2 separate regions of the Zea mays genome follow, and region 2 is linked to region 1. A link is a contact called in public Hi-C data. All regions are on one chromosome and are shown on one strand. The core of a region is the stretch at or near the end of the contact, and the rest is flanking DNA. Distances in the headings are between cores, read along the strand shown. Region 1 has its middle 170 kb from the start of LOC542467. Region 2 holds the start of LOC542467 (proline rich cell wall protein 1).

Evidence for each region. A called contact is a pair of places that touch in the nucleus more often than the background predicts.
Region 2: a Hi-C map of leaf shows a contact between it and region 1, with 2.8 times the contacts expected there. The contact joins the promoter of LOC542467 here to the enhancer-like site in region 1. A contact is called at or near these places in 2 of 25 Hi-C or Micro-C datasets (both in leaf).

Annotation. Positions count from the first base shown.
Region 1 is chr10:37,340,136-37,347,006 of Zm-B73-REFERENCE-NAM-5.0, forward strand. No RefSeq gene overlaps it. Among protein-coding and RNA genes, the nearest start is that of LOC542467, 170 kb to the right of the region's middle. Within about 2 kb of position 5,441, at least 4 of the 20 cell types and tissues checked have an H3K27ac peak or open chromatin away from gene starts, as enhancers often do. A contact at or near this core is called in leaf, where this site is marked.
Region 2 is chr10:37,515,526-37,522,203 of Zm-B73-REFERENCE-NAM-5.0, forward strand. LOC542467 (proline rich cell wall protein 1) reads right to left here and starts at 1,710. Exons shown (of 1, transcript NM_001112022.2): 1 at 173-1,710. The coding sequence starts at 1,596. The coding sequence ends at 460.

The sequences.
Region 1 (6,871 bases), core at 4,191-6,690:
GCGCGCGCTCCGCCCACTCTCGCTTGCCACTGCCACATGGGCCCACGTCCCGCTTACCAGCGCCTCACTTACGTGTGGGTCCCAATTGTCAGCATTGTCTCCCACACGAGCTCGAGCCGGTAACAGAATCAACGACCACCGCGAGGACTGCGGATCCGATTCCATGATCCGCGCTCGGACTCTACCCGTTCTTGGGTATAAAATCGAACCCTGGCCGTGCCTCGCGAGTTGGGAGCGCGTCGGGGATTGCGCCTGTGGCGGCCACCAGATCGGAGAGAAGCGAGAGAGAGAGGAGAGAACGCTGGCGGCCACCGCACTTGACTTCCCATCTCCGCGGGCGGACGGTGTTTGGGGAAGGGCCGTGAGGACTCGCCATCGTGCAAGGATCGGGCAGGCACGGTTCACTGGGCACAGACGTCGACTGGTGGGGGCGAAATCGCTCGCCGGACTTCGGCTTCCGCGGCCGAGCCGCCGCGCAGCGAGGACGAACTCCCTCGGAGCCTAATCTCCCGGTATGGCGCCACTACTAGTTTCGCAATTCACTGCTCTTGGCATTGCGCTAGAAATCGGGTAGTAGATAACACTGGGGAGGCGAGATTTGGTGTACGCCGGTGATCCTCCGTCGTGCTCCTTGAGCGGCGCCGCCGTCGCTAGCTGAGGATTGGGGGAAAACACCCTGGTCGTCCGATCCTCGTTGAACGGTTCTGATTAGAACGTGACTTACCCCTTCGCCGCGTTGATCTGTGTCGTCGATCCCGTATCGTGTGCGTAGGATTAGATCAGGGTGATTTAAAATCGTGACCGTAGATCCAGGCAGCTGCGGCTCAGATCGGATATCGGTTTAAAATGATATGGATCTAATCTAGGACATAGATTTCCGATCGGACGGCTCTGGCCTGCCGATACCCCTTCGGCTTGCACGTTTTGCAAAAGAGCCCTTCCAGTATTGATAAATCAACCCGCCATCCACACCAGGGATTCTCTGAGTCTTAGGAATATTTGCACCGTAGCCCCTGCTATTCTCTGTTATTGAGGCCCAGTCCATAGGGTTATTAAATCAGAGAAATGAATTAGAAAATGAGTTTTTAAAATAAAAACAATACCTAGAATTTGTTTAATTCATAGAAAATGCATATGAACTCTAAATTGATCCACTCCAGTTCCTAAATTTTTATAATATTATTATCTAACCATTAGTTCCTCTGCTTTAACATGAAAGATGATTTAAAATTTATCTAGCACTTAATCTTGTATTAAGCACATAAAACATTAGAAAATCCATAACTTAAAATCTATAACTCCAAAATTAATAATTCCAGTTCCTGTGATCTTATTTTAATGTCTAGTTTATTACTGTAGATTCTATTTACATGTTTGGTGTAATGTTAATTTTTGCTATACTATGTATGTATTGTGTTGATGCGAGTAGACGAGCAAGCTACACAGGATTCCGGGGTTCAGCAAGTAGAGACTGCTGAGCAGGAGCTAGTTGAAGGCAAGTTGTGCCCTTGATCACTTCTTTTTACCCACTCATGTTCTAATTAATCATAATGATCTGCATAGGTTAATCTTGATGGGACCCAATAGGAAACCCTAGTTTGTCTATCTTTATATATACCTTGTTTACCACTGAACTTTCTGGGTAGTACTTGCTAGTGCTATATGTGGTTTTGGGTATGGAGATACATTATTCATGATTACACTTTTGTTATCAGTTGTTATTTACTGTTCATGATAAGATCATTATGTTAATTGGAACATGGAGAACCACCCGGGAAAACAGTGCTACCACAAGGGTATAATGGGACGCCCTTGGCTGATTAACTAGGAAAGCTAGTGGAGGGCTACCTTACCCGAAAGGGGCAAGGGCAGTAGGGGAGTGGTCAGTGTAGGGAGGTCCTTGGGTTGATTTTGCTGCGATGGCGGTCAGGCAAGAACCCTGCACTGGAGCTTCCTATAAACTGTAGCGGGTAGTCTGAAGCTAGTGGAACTTTGTAAAGGCCTCGTAGTGGTATCCTGCCTCGCTTCCTCGGTAGAGGTGTATGGAGTCTGATCAACTCCATGGCAAATGGGTAACACGACTTGTGGGTAAAGATGCGCAACCTCTGCAGAGTGTAAAACTGGTATACTAGCCGTGCTCACGGTCATGAGCGGCTCGGACACTCACATGATTAAATTATGAAACTTAAACTCAATTTGTCATATGCATTGCATCGCAGGTGAGGTTGTTACTTTTGTTCTGCTACTTAATTGGGTTGGTATTTACTTATACTTAGTAATTGCTAATAAAATTTTGACCAACATTAAAAGCAATGCTCAGCTTCAACCATCCTCTTTGGTAAGCCTTACACTTCACGTGAGCTCCCACCTTTGGCGAGTTCATGCACATTATTCCCCACAACTTGTTGAGCGATGAACGTATGTGAGCTCACTCTTGCTGTCTCACACCCCCCCACAGGTCAAGAACAGGTACCGCAGGATGAGGCGCTTGGAGGATGCTGTGGCGTGTTCGTGAGAAATCTAGGGCGTCGTCTCCCAGTCAACTTTGGGTTGCTGGATCGTTTCCTCATATGATGTAATTATTTAATTATTTTTGTACAGAACTCATGTTATATATAGTAAAGATGTGACATTCGATCATGTGCCACTATGCATCATATGTGTGAGACTTGGTCCCAGCACACCTGGTGTTTATGTTCGTGCCCGGGTCTTGGTGCCCCGAAACCCGGGTGTGACAATGACATAGTGCAGCTGACCCGGCCATCAATTTATAGAGGGCTTAAGCGGTGGTGCTCAATTTGGCCGAGCAGTGCTGGCAGCCGGAGGGCAGAAAGAGTACTAGCGCAACAAAACAGGTGGCTTTCACCGTGGCGGCTCCTCCGGTGATCACCGGACATGCATAGCACGGTTAGCCGCAACGTGGTAAAGCATTTGGACACGCGGCGGATGGCAGGGATGACTCAACGGCGGTGAGATCTCATTTGATCGACGATGAGAAAAAGGGAAAAGTGTGGCGGCTAGCCGGATTGGTGTCTAGCTCAACGACGGTGATGATTTTTCTACCCCGCGACGTTATCCATTTACCCTGGGCACGAATCGAGATGCCGGCGGCACGAATCGCGTCGGAGAGATCATCGGCGGCGAGGTTCTGAACCTTATCCTCCCGGGGCACTGTACCATGGCGAGGATCATTCAGTGCACCTGACAGCCAAAGTTTAGGGCGAATTTTCTCTCAATTTTATGTAGTAACATGATCATCACCCTTTAGCAAAGTTATAGCTCTAAGATCCAGCTACAATATTGTTATAGCAATCCTAAGCAAATTCTTGCTCGATCATGTTTGAATTCATGCCCAAAGTCACTGCAGTTGCACTGTCAGTCTGAATTTCAGACATTAAACAGCCTGACAGCCCAACTTCAGGCTCACTTATCTTTAAATTCTTCATAACAACAATGCTTACTCCCTTAAGCAAAGTTATTCTCCTTTAATAGGTCTATAATATTGATGTGGTGACCTAGGGCAAAAACCTTAGAATTTGGAAGTTACATGGCCCCAAAGATGAGTTCATTACAATGAAATTCAGACTTAATCCAAAGAGTTCAAGTGTGGCTCTTTTGCAATTAAGTCCAAATCTCAAGTTTTGGATTGCAAACCCTCATGATTGGGGACCATATGACTTAAGATACTTTAACATCATGGTTTTTGCACTTTAGTCCAAAAGTGCACTAATTTAGCACTTAGCCCCCTAGGGTTTAGGTTTAGGGTTTTCCAAGGTTCCAATTAGGATTTTTGATATCTCAGGGGTGTGAATGTAATGTAGGTCCATTCTTAAGAACATTTTATGACTATTTCACTTAAACTTTAGGGTTTTCTCTATTTGGCTCTTGTTTACCCTTAAGAACCCTATTTAAGGTTAAGTACCCTACACTAGGGTCTTATTTGCAAAATGCCATATCAATACAACTTGTTTGAAATTTTTGCCTAGTGAATGCACTATAGGTGTATCAAACATATGAAATGCTAATGCTTATGATGTTATGCTCAAGTTTTAGTGACAGTAACACCAGGGGTGTTACATCTGGCCTAGGAATGTTCCGATTCCCCGGGCGGCCGACGAGGACATGTTTACATCTCAATTAGCTCGTGAGATGAAAATTTTCCCTTACGAATGGAATGTTGCTGCTGTTGTATCGACAGTGATGGAGAAGGATCGTCAAGACGCGCCGTGGAAACATCGGGCATTTGTGAGGGTCGGGGACCCGCGCCGTGAGGTCAAAATGGCGCGGGCGAGCGCGAAGCCTGCCGCCCTCGGCTCCAGCAAGCCTCCGCCTGGTGCGCCCGATGCTAGTATGCCGCTCCCTACCATGCCCACACGGGAGCGAAGGCCTCCGTCGCCACCGCGTGCTGCTGAGACGGCGGTGGGTGGGGCCGAAGTCTCCATGGATATTTTCGTGGAGGACTACCTTGTGACCGGGTTCGCGATTTTCGACGCCCACACAGGGCGGGGACCTGTCGGTGTGTTTTTTTTTGAATGGGGTTGGGGTTTCTGACGTGACCATGGTGCAGGGTCGGAGTCTGGGCAACTGGCTGTTGTCCCAGCACCGACGACGGCTGGGTCGGTGGCCATGGCGACTAGGGCGAAGGGGTCTTCGCAAGACCTGTGGTCCAGGTTTTGCGCCAGCGACGAAATTGCTTCGGCCATCGCCGCTAGGGACATGGCTGGCTCAGTTGCGCAGTACCTGAAGCATGTGAGTAATCTGTAACACCCCAGGTGTTTATATTCTGCTGGACAGCAAGTACGGATTTAAGCACTTGATATCAGTAAATAAGATGGATACTAAGGTCTAATCATCTTCGCCTATCGTGATTTTCATATCGCATCTGTTTCATCTGCTGTGAGTTCGACATCATTTTTAGCTATCCGGGCTCTTCCGAAATTTTCATGTTGTTCGGAACATAGTTGTTACAAAAATCGGTGCGTCCGGTGATTATTTAAAATACATCGCTCGCACGAATACGAATTTGGAAGCTTTACCTACTCCTACGATTTTATCCCGGGCAAATTAGTTTGAACTCGACGACTAAAATGTTCAGGGTAAAATAATTTGAATCACGGAGTGTCTGAGAGAAATCGTGCGCGAGGTTGAAAATCAAGGAATTATAATTGAGATCCGATTATCACACAAATTGCCCGTAACCATGGAATCAGATGTTCTGACCACAGATAAATTTATCAGATTTCGAATCGAATCAAACTATGTCGCAAGTACCGTGGACCCTTTTGTTATCGCAAAAAATCTCGATCCAAAAAAATATCTACGAAATTCTTTAAAGAAATAATAAAAAAGAAAATATCTTCTAAATTCTATCCCTACTGCCGCCCCTAGCCCTGTTGATTTTTTTCTACAGCGCCGCCCTTCTTCAAAAATCCTGCCGCGGTCTTGAATTTTTTTTCCAGCACGCGCGTTTCTCTCCCTCGTCTTATCTTCTCTGCACATCGTCTTCTTCCCCTGCGGCGCACCCTAGAGCTTCTTATCGCAAGGCCATCCCGGAGCTTATCTCCTCCCCGCAGCGCTCGGCCGCTCGGCCGCCCATCTCCCTCCCCATGCCTTGGTCCTCTCTCTCCCAGTCACTCGACCTCTATTTCTCCCGCGGGAGCACGCCCAGCCGAGCGGCTCTTCCCCACGGCGCGCTCTCCCTGCTCGCCGGTTTTTCCTCTGGCGCGCCCCAGCCCCTGCTCCCACGTGCGTCCCCGGCTCCCTGCGTCGCGCGCTCTTCTTCCAGCCGCGCCCAGCCAAGGTCTATTCCATGGACGAGCGCTCTCTCCTTCTGAGCTTCACACCTCCCATGGCGCCCAGCTGCTTTCCTCTCTCTCTTGCGCTCGGCTTCTATTTCTCCTGCGCGCGATAGTCGCCCCCCATCTCGCGCTGGCCCCACTGTCTGCGCGCAGCCGCGTCCTCGAGCTCGGCTTCGAGCTCCATCTCCCTGCGCCGCTACTCTGCTGGCCGGCTGCCGCTCCCTGGTCAGCACGCTGCTTCAAGTTTGCTGAGCTCCCTGGCCATCGTGTCTTCCTTGCCGGCGCTCAGTCCTACCGCGCGATTTGTTGCTTGCTCGTCGTGGATGCGGGCCGCTGCCCAGCCGAGCTGCTCCTTCCGCTTGGTCCCTGCTGCGGCTCGCCGGCGTTTCTCCCTGCTCCTGCTCCCTGGCTCGCCTCCGCGCTCGCCGTGGCCGTCGAACTCGCCCAGCTCGATCCCAAGCGGCAGCATGCGTCCATGGTTGCGTTCGCCGAGATCTGGTGCTTAGCGTCGAAGTCACTACACTGTTGTCGCTTTGGTTTCTTTTGTCCTCGCGTGGGGTCTGGCAATCGTGTCCACATCCACGACATCGCCATCCGTGTCCCTTCCATCTTTTGGGAGGTTCTCTGAGGATCGTCGCGCCCCTCAGCTCGCGCAGCTTGATGGTGGTCCGACCACTCGCCCTCGGCTTCACCTTCATGCCGCAACGCCATCGACTCCTCGTCCAGCTTTAACTTCACCGTGACCAGTAGCTTCAAATCCGTATATCGTGTCTCTGCACTCTGCGTCATCGCCGTCGTGGTGTTTGGAGTTCGTCATGACGCGCTGATGATGATCTGCGTATAGCGGGAGATCTTCACAAGTTCACGTAGCTTCATGGTTGTTGAGTTTGTGATCCAAATTCTGAAGAAGGCGGCCAAGTTGGCGAGCGAAGCGGAGGCCCGTCGCCGGGAGGTTTGATTCATTTATGCTTTCTAAGGCTTTCAGAGGTCTCAATATGATAGTTGTGTTTATCTAAAATTTGTTAATGGATCACCTACATATTTGCTGCTATATGTTGATGATATGTTGATTG
Region 2 (6,678 bases), core at 460-2,959, 170 kb after region 1:
CAGCCAGCTGCCGGCAAAACAGCTAACATACATAACAACGAATATATAGCAAAATTTCACGAGTGCATAGATGCATATAAAATCAACATACTAAACTATGAATGGCACGTTTCATTTGTTCCTTTTTTTACCCTTTTTGCTTTTGTGCACAATAATAAGGCCGAATGAATTATGTATTTAATCATCTTTTGTGTATTAAAACAATGGTTTCTGTTAGTTAGCTGCTCGAAACAGCGAACATATATACATAACAACCAACATATAACAAAAACCCACTGAGTGCATAAATGCGTGTATACACGGAACAAGCTAAACTGCACTAAGATCATATAATAGCATAACATACAAAAAATGACAAAGAAAAGATAGGATAGATACAACAAGTAGCAGCACCTACAAAAGCACGCTGCAACATGGCATTTTATTTAAACACTACAATAATTGTTAATAGCCACTTCCTCAGTTGATAGCTGCTGGTGGGATGTGTGGAGGGTCAGGCTTTGGTTTGGGCTCGGGCTTAGGTTCTGGCTGTGGTTTTGGTTCGGGCTTAGGTTCTGGTTTTGGTTGGGGCTCTGGTTTTGGTTCGGGTTTAGGCTCTGGTTTTGGATCAGGCTTAGGCTCTGGCTTTGGTTGTGGCTCCGGTTCTGGTTTCGGTTTTGGTTCAGGTTTAGGCTCTGGCTTTGGTTCTGGTTCTGGTCTTGGTTCGGGTTTAGGCTCAGGCTTTGGCTCTGGTTTTGGTTCGGGCTTAGGCTCTGGCTTTGGCTCTGGTTTTGGTTCTGGCTTAGGCTCTGGCTTTGGTTGTGGCTCTGGCTTTGGATCTGGTTTCGGTTTCGGCTCAGGCTTTGGCTCTGGCTTAGGTTCTGGCCTTGGTTCGGGTTTAGGCTCAGGCTTTGGCTCTGGTTTTGGTTCGGGCTTAGGCTCTGGCTTTGGCTCTGGTTTTGGTTCTGGTTTAGGCTCAGGCTTTGGTTGTGGCTCTGGCTTTGGTTCTGGTTTCGGCTCAGGCTTAGGCTCTGGCTTAGGTTGGGGCTCTGGCTTTGGCTCCGGTTTCGGTTCGGGTTTAGGCTCTGGCTTAGGCTCTGGTTTTGGTTGTGGCTCTGGCTTTGGCTCTGGTTTCGGTTTGGGTTTAGGCTCTGGCTTTGGCTCAGGTTTATGCTCTGGCTTAGGCTCTGGTTTTGGTTCAGGTTTTGGCTTTGGTTTTATTTTAGGTTCGGGCTTAGGCTCTGGCTTAGGTTCGGGCTTAGGTTCAGGCTTCGGTGTAGGCAATGGCTCTGGTTTGGATTTTGGTTGAGGCTTGGGCATTGGTTGAGGTTCAGGGTTGGGCTTTGGTTGAGGTTCAGGCTTTGGCTCTGGATGTGGCATAGGTTTCGGTTTAGGTTCTGGCTGGGGCAGTGGCTGCATATGGGGCTCCGGCTTAGTTTTAGGTTGTGGCTCCGGCTGGGGCATCTCAGCGGCAGCACGTCCATGCTTGCGCGCGAAACGCGCGCCGTGGCCAAGCCCGAAGCCGGCAGCAGCCGCTTCGTCGAAGGCGGTGGCAGCGGCCACTCCTGCCAGAAGCACGGCGAGGAGAAAGCAAGAGAGGCGACGCGTCGCCGCCATTCCTGCTGCTCCTGCAAGTTATTAGCCTGCTAACTCTGCGGTGTGTCTTCCTCTCTCTTGCTCTAGAACTGTTGGATCGTAGTAATCTCTCTGCTGTGTTGTGTGTGTGTGGATGACGGGGGTGTGGCCATGGGTAGGATTTATAGCGTGGCCGAGCCAACCAGCTTTGGACGCGTGGATGGCTGTCTGTCTTGCTGCTTACAGGTTTGGCCTCGGCCGTATCACCGGGTTGGTAGCAGCTAATTAAGCCCGTGTTATTGTTATTCAACGAATAGCAGTAGCACGTAACTTTCACTTTTACTTTCTCACGGATTCGCGTCCATCTCTTCTCTTGTTCCAACATATATAATGTAGATACACGCTGCTGTCCTGCGACTAGGGATGAAAACGGTCGGAAACGGTATTTATTCGGTAATCAGTTTTTTTGTCGTTTTTCTTTTATTGTGATATATAATATATAATACAAATTTGTATTCTTGTTTTTAACATCCAGCTTGTTAAGATTCATAAAAGGTAAACCTCAAATTCATCCTATATTTTCTCAAATAATAGATATAAACTTCGGTATGGATTCGGAAACAAATTCGGTAATTTTTTCAACTTTTTGTGTTGTAGGGAGCAAATAATACATAAAACAATTTATGTAATATTTTATTCATATTTGTACTAATGTGCTTGATAACATAAGAAAAGATCAACATCAAATTTTATACATATCTATTTTAAAATATTAAATTTGTTCTAACAGTTCGGATTACCACTTTCATCCCTACCTGCGAGTCAGCACACCCGACTGGTACGTTTGCTAGCCTCTGATGAGACACGGGGACACGGGTAGGTATTTATTAGCTTCTCTTTGACGACACACGCTGCTGCTGATGACCATATATATGAAGGATTCATCTCTTCTCTCATCCAGGCGGGCCATGCATTCAGTTATTATCTGTGTACGTACATCGTCGTTTGATATTCCTGGTTGCTTTGACAGCCAGAGCAAAGATATTTTGTGCTGATATATCTAGCTAGCTAGATGACCAGGGCTAGCCAATAGCCATTGTCATCTGTCGCTGCATGCGCGTGGTCCTGGAGTTCACATCGTCATCCTAGAGCTTGTCCTATGGCGAGCTTGGTGTGCGATGCGTAGCTGGCATCATATGCATACATGGTTGGCGGGCATTCAGCTGGGAGAGGACAGACGACACTGTGACACAGGATCGATGATATTCGTTACTCGACATTTGATCTGTAGCTACAATATCTGTTTTGGCCAAACGCGACCCAATCAGCACCCTGCACCTTTGGTTCCCAGAGCATGCGGCTTCAAAGTAAGCCCTGGCCTCCTCTGTCATGAGTGGTCTCTACAAAAGAATCTTCACATATATTTTTTTTGGCAGTACTACCATACTTACATAGGCAGCGCCGTTAACACAGTAGTCGCATCTACAAACATATCTTTGGAGGTAGATCAGTCAAGTAGGGCCTCTACAAATGATATTGCGTGTAAGAGCATTAATTTTCAACAGTGGCTTAAATTTGTGCCATATATTGAAATATATAGGACATAACTCATAAAAAATAGTTCCAACAATGTCTTATTTTATAATTTTTTTATAAAAAAATAGGACACATAATAGAGTGACTCAAATATACTATACCTCGTATTATTTAGTGCCCTATCCTTAATTTCTACATTACCATCAACTTTCTTTCCTAATAATATAATTTGCTTCCTAAATACATGCTTCAGGGCTTAACTCTTCGAGTTCAATTTGTTTTTAGTACTCTAAACACTCTAAATGATATAGTATTTTAGTTTTTGGGGCACTATTTTGAGACACTTTGTTAGAGATGCTCTAACTAATAGCCCCCATCATATCCTCGTCAGGAATTATATATGGTAACCAAAGGAGGAAGGGAGATATTTTATTATCTACCAAAAATTACCAATCTAAGAGGACTCTGATTTTGATTCCTTTGATATAGTTGGAATTAAAAGGTAAGTATATGTTAATCAACGACTTCTAAACTTTATTAGTAGAATAGTGTGTAATTCTTTTTTTTCTCTCTTTCATGATGGTTGAGACATTATGGGCGGATTTATATCAAATATTTGTAGATGATAGGGTAAATAAATAAGGAGAACAAGATTATCAAATAATTTAGAAATTGTCTTTATTTTAATGTTGTATTAAAATATTATTAGAGTGAGATTGTTGGGGTGTGTCGTAGTCCTTAAACTAATAAATTTCATTTATCTTCGAACTTATTTCAGAATATCAAAGTAACCTTTCGTTGGGAAGTAAGTGAACCTTCGCGGTCGAGACTTAAACAAAGCACCAAGGATTAATTGAAGCGAGCAACCAGGCGACGAAGGAAGATTTAAGCGGTGTGCTCAACACGTTTCATGAAGGAAAATATGACAGTACCCTCGACATCCTATGTAAATTGTATGTATAAGGCTTGGGGCGTAAATGTAATTTTATATGCAGTTGTATGTCTCATAGTTTCTATAAATAGGGGTACAATGCCCATGCTCATGGTATCTCCTTTGGAAGGTTCATGTGTTCTTATGCTCTTAGATGACTCTGCATTTGAAGCTATAAGGCGGTAACATTTTTAGACATCCTTTGAACATTTCATCATTCCGAAGGTACGCATAAAGATATTTCTGGTCAGAAGAGAAAGAATAAAGGATCAAGCTTATGGTGTATAATTCATTTACATTTATGCTTTAGATTGTTACACACATTTGCATCTGCTTTGATCTTCTCTCAATCTCTCTCTTCTTTATGAATAGATTAAAAGGGGAGGGACCTTATTACCTTACTTTTGTTGCCTTGATTTCGTTTCATACAGGAATCTGAACAAGTTATCAATAGAGACTAGTTTCCATCTATATCCAGATATCTAGAACTAGGAATTTGGATTTTTTTTATTTTCAACATTTATAATACTTTTAATTTAGTATGAGAGATTAACTTTACATTCATGAATTAGATTATGAGAAATATTATATTATGCTAATTGTCTTATGTATAGTCATTTATTTCAATTGGACAAAGTAGAAAATACCAGTTTATTAGTCCACTGGTTTATTAACTAAGGTTGTTTAATTTAATCTCTTATAATGAGAATATGTAGTGTGTGTGTGTGTATAATGATAATAAAATAATGAAAAAAGAACAACATTATCCATAATTTCAAATAAGATTCTTCATTCTCATATTTAATTTTTATTATATACAAATTATATTTTTTAGGTTATTGAATGTTGTATCTAACTTAGTCTTTTATTTTATTTCTCATTGATAATTGTAGGAAAAGATGGATATATAGACTTATTTATAGTTTATGAATTATGTAACTTGTATTTCCTTAATTATATATTTCGATATATTTGTATTTTAATATAATGGCGTATTCTATACCAACTAAAAACTTGTAAAAGAAAATCTGATATGATATTGAGCTAACTGTATAGTAAAATAGTGTGATAAGATAAATTCTGACGATGGTCAATAGCAGTGGCGAATCTAACCGAGAATAATATTGGACTTAACAGCATCAACTTTGTTATATGATATAATTTTTTTAAATTTTAATTGTATTTTACTAAAGGATTTACAAATTTTATCGGGTCGGCTGATCCGACAAAGCACCCTAAATTTGCCGTTGGTCAATAGTAAAGTTAATACTATGGTTTATGTCCTGACGTGACAACTGATATAGCCTATATCGGCCAAAGTAAGATGGCTACAGCCGGTCCGCCGTATAAACGTCGTAGTAGATTAGAACTCCGACTTTCTGCGTGACCGACACGGCAGTGTCGACATCTTGCTTTGCCTGCCGGTGGAGCCTGGTGTGGTAAATCAGTCGTTCAGACCTTCTGTGTAAAGAGTTGTATCAAGACCTTTAATTAGTTGAATACCCTTGCAGGCATAGCGTGCGGGGTTGAAAAATGGTTTGCTCCTTTTCATAATTCTTCACATGTATACTCATCTCAAAGTTTATCTACAAATTCACAGTTTTAAAACTCATCTCAAACTTTATCTACAAACTCACAGTTTTATCACTTTAAGTTAAAAAGGGACACGTACGTCGCTGCCTATAGCTAATCTGTAGGTTCAGCAGTGTATGGCTGTGCGAGCACAGTCGTGGAAGAACGGTGGTGGCGACCCGACCGTGTTCAGGCGTCAGGCTCAGCAGCTAGCTGACGCCGTGGCGGGGTCGGAGGCGTACGGTACGGCTATCCGGAGCTGTGCATTCATCCCTTGTTCCAACGGCGATGTCCTTTCCTTCTTGGATGTTTCCTCATCCTCCTGCCACCGACCCGACATTGTTGACACTGACATCCCAACCACATGCCCGTGCCTGTGCTAACATGAATCCACAACTCAACGGTACCAATCTCTGGTACCAAGCGATCCCATGTCATTATGAGACACTGTTGTGCATTTGCTCTAATGTCGTTCATTAATTATGCGCATTTTTTTTGTTTTTGAAATACATATAAACAACACAGTCTTTTACTCGAGTAAATAGGAGCAAGAATGCAGGACAAGTAGTAGCTACATCAACCTAAGCGCTACTTTGTGAACCTCAAATTCCCTTCAGGATTGGAAAGAATTGGGGTGGAAATGAACTAATTTCCTATCCAATCGCCTTCAATCCCGAAGAAGGTTAGTTTGAGTTTCCAAACTAGCCCTAACCCATAAGAAAATTCTTCAAAGAAGTCGAGTCACTTTGATGAAAAAGGACCAGTCTCTAGGGTGCGCCATTGCAGTAGCCTTTACAAATGGATCCATAGATGATAGAGGTGTTGACGCCTTTTCGGAGCGCCAAATACTCACGAAGAACCGGCGGCGGTGCTCTCTGGTCAGGCGCGGACGATCCGCGGCCTGGGGCCGGACGGTCCGCGACCTGGCGCAGGGGCTAGGTTTTCCTGCCTGACGTCCGGACGGTCCGCGCCCTGGGGCCGGACGGTCCGCGCGTGTGCAGGGGCGGCGGAAGATCGCCGGCGGCGCCTGGATCTCGCTCCCGGGAGGGACCCCGTCGGGGAGGAGAGATCCTAGGGGTTGTCTA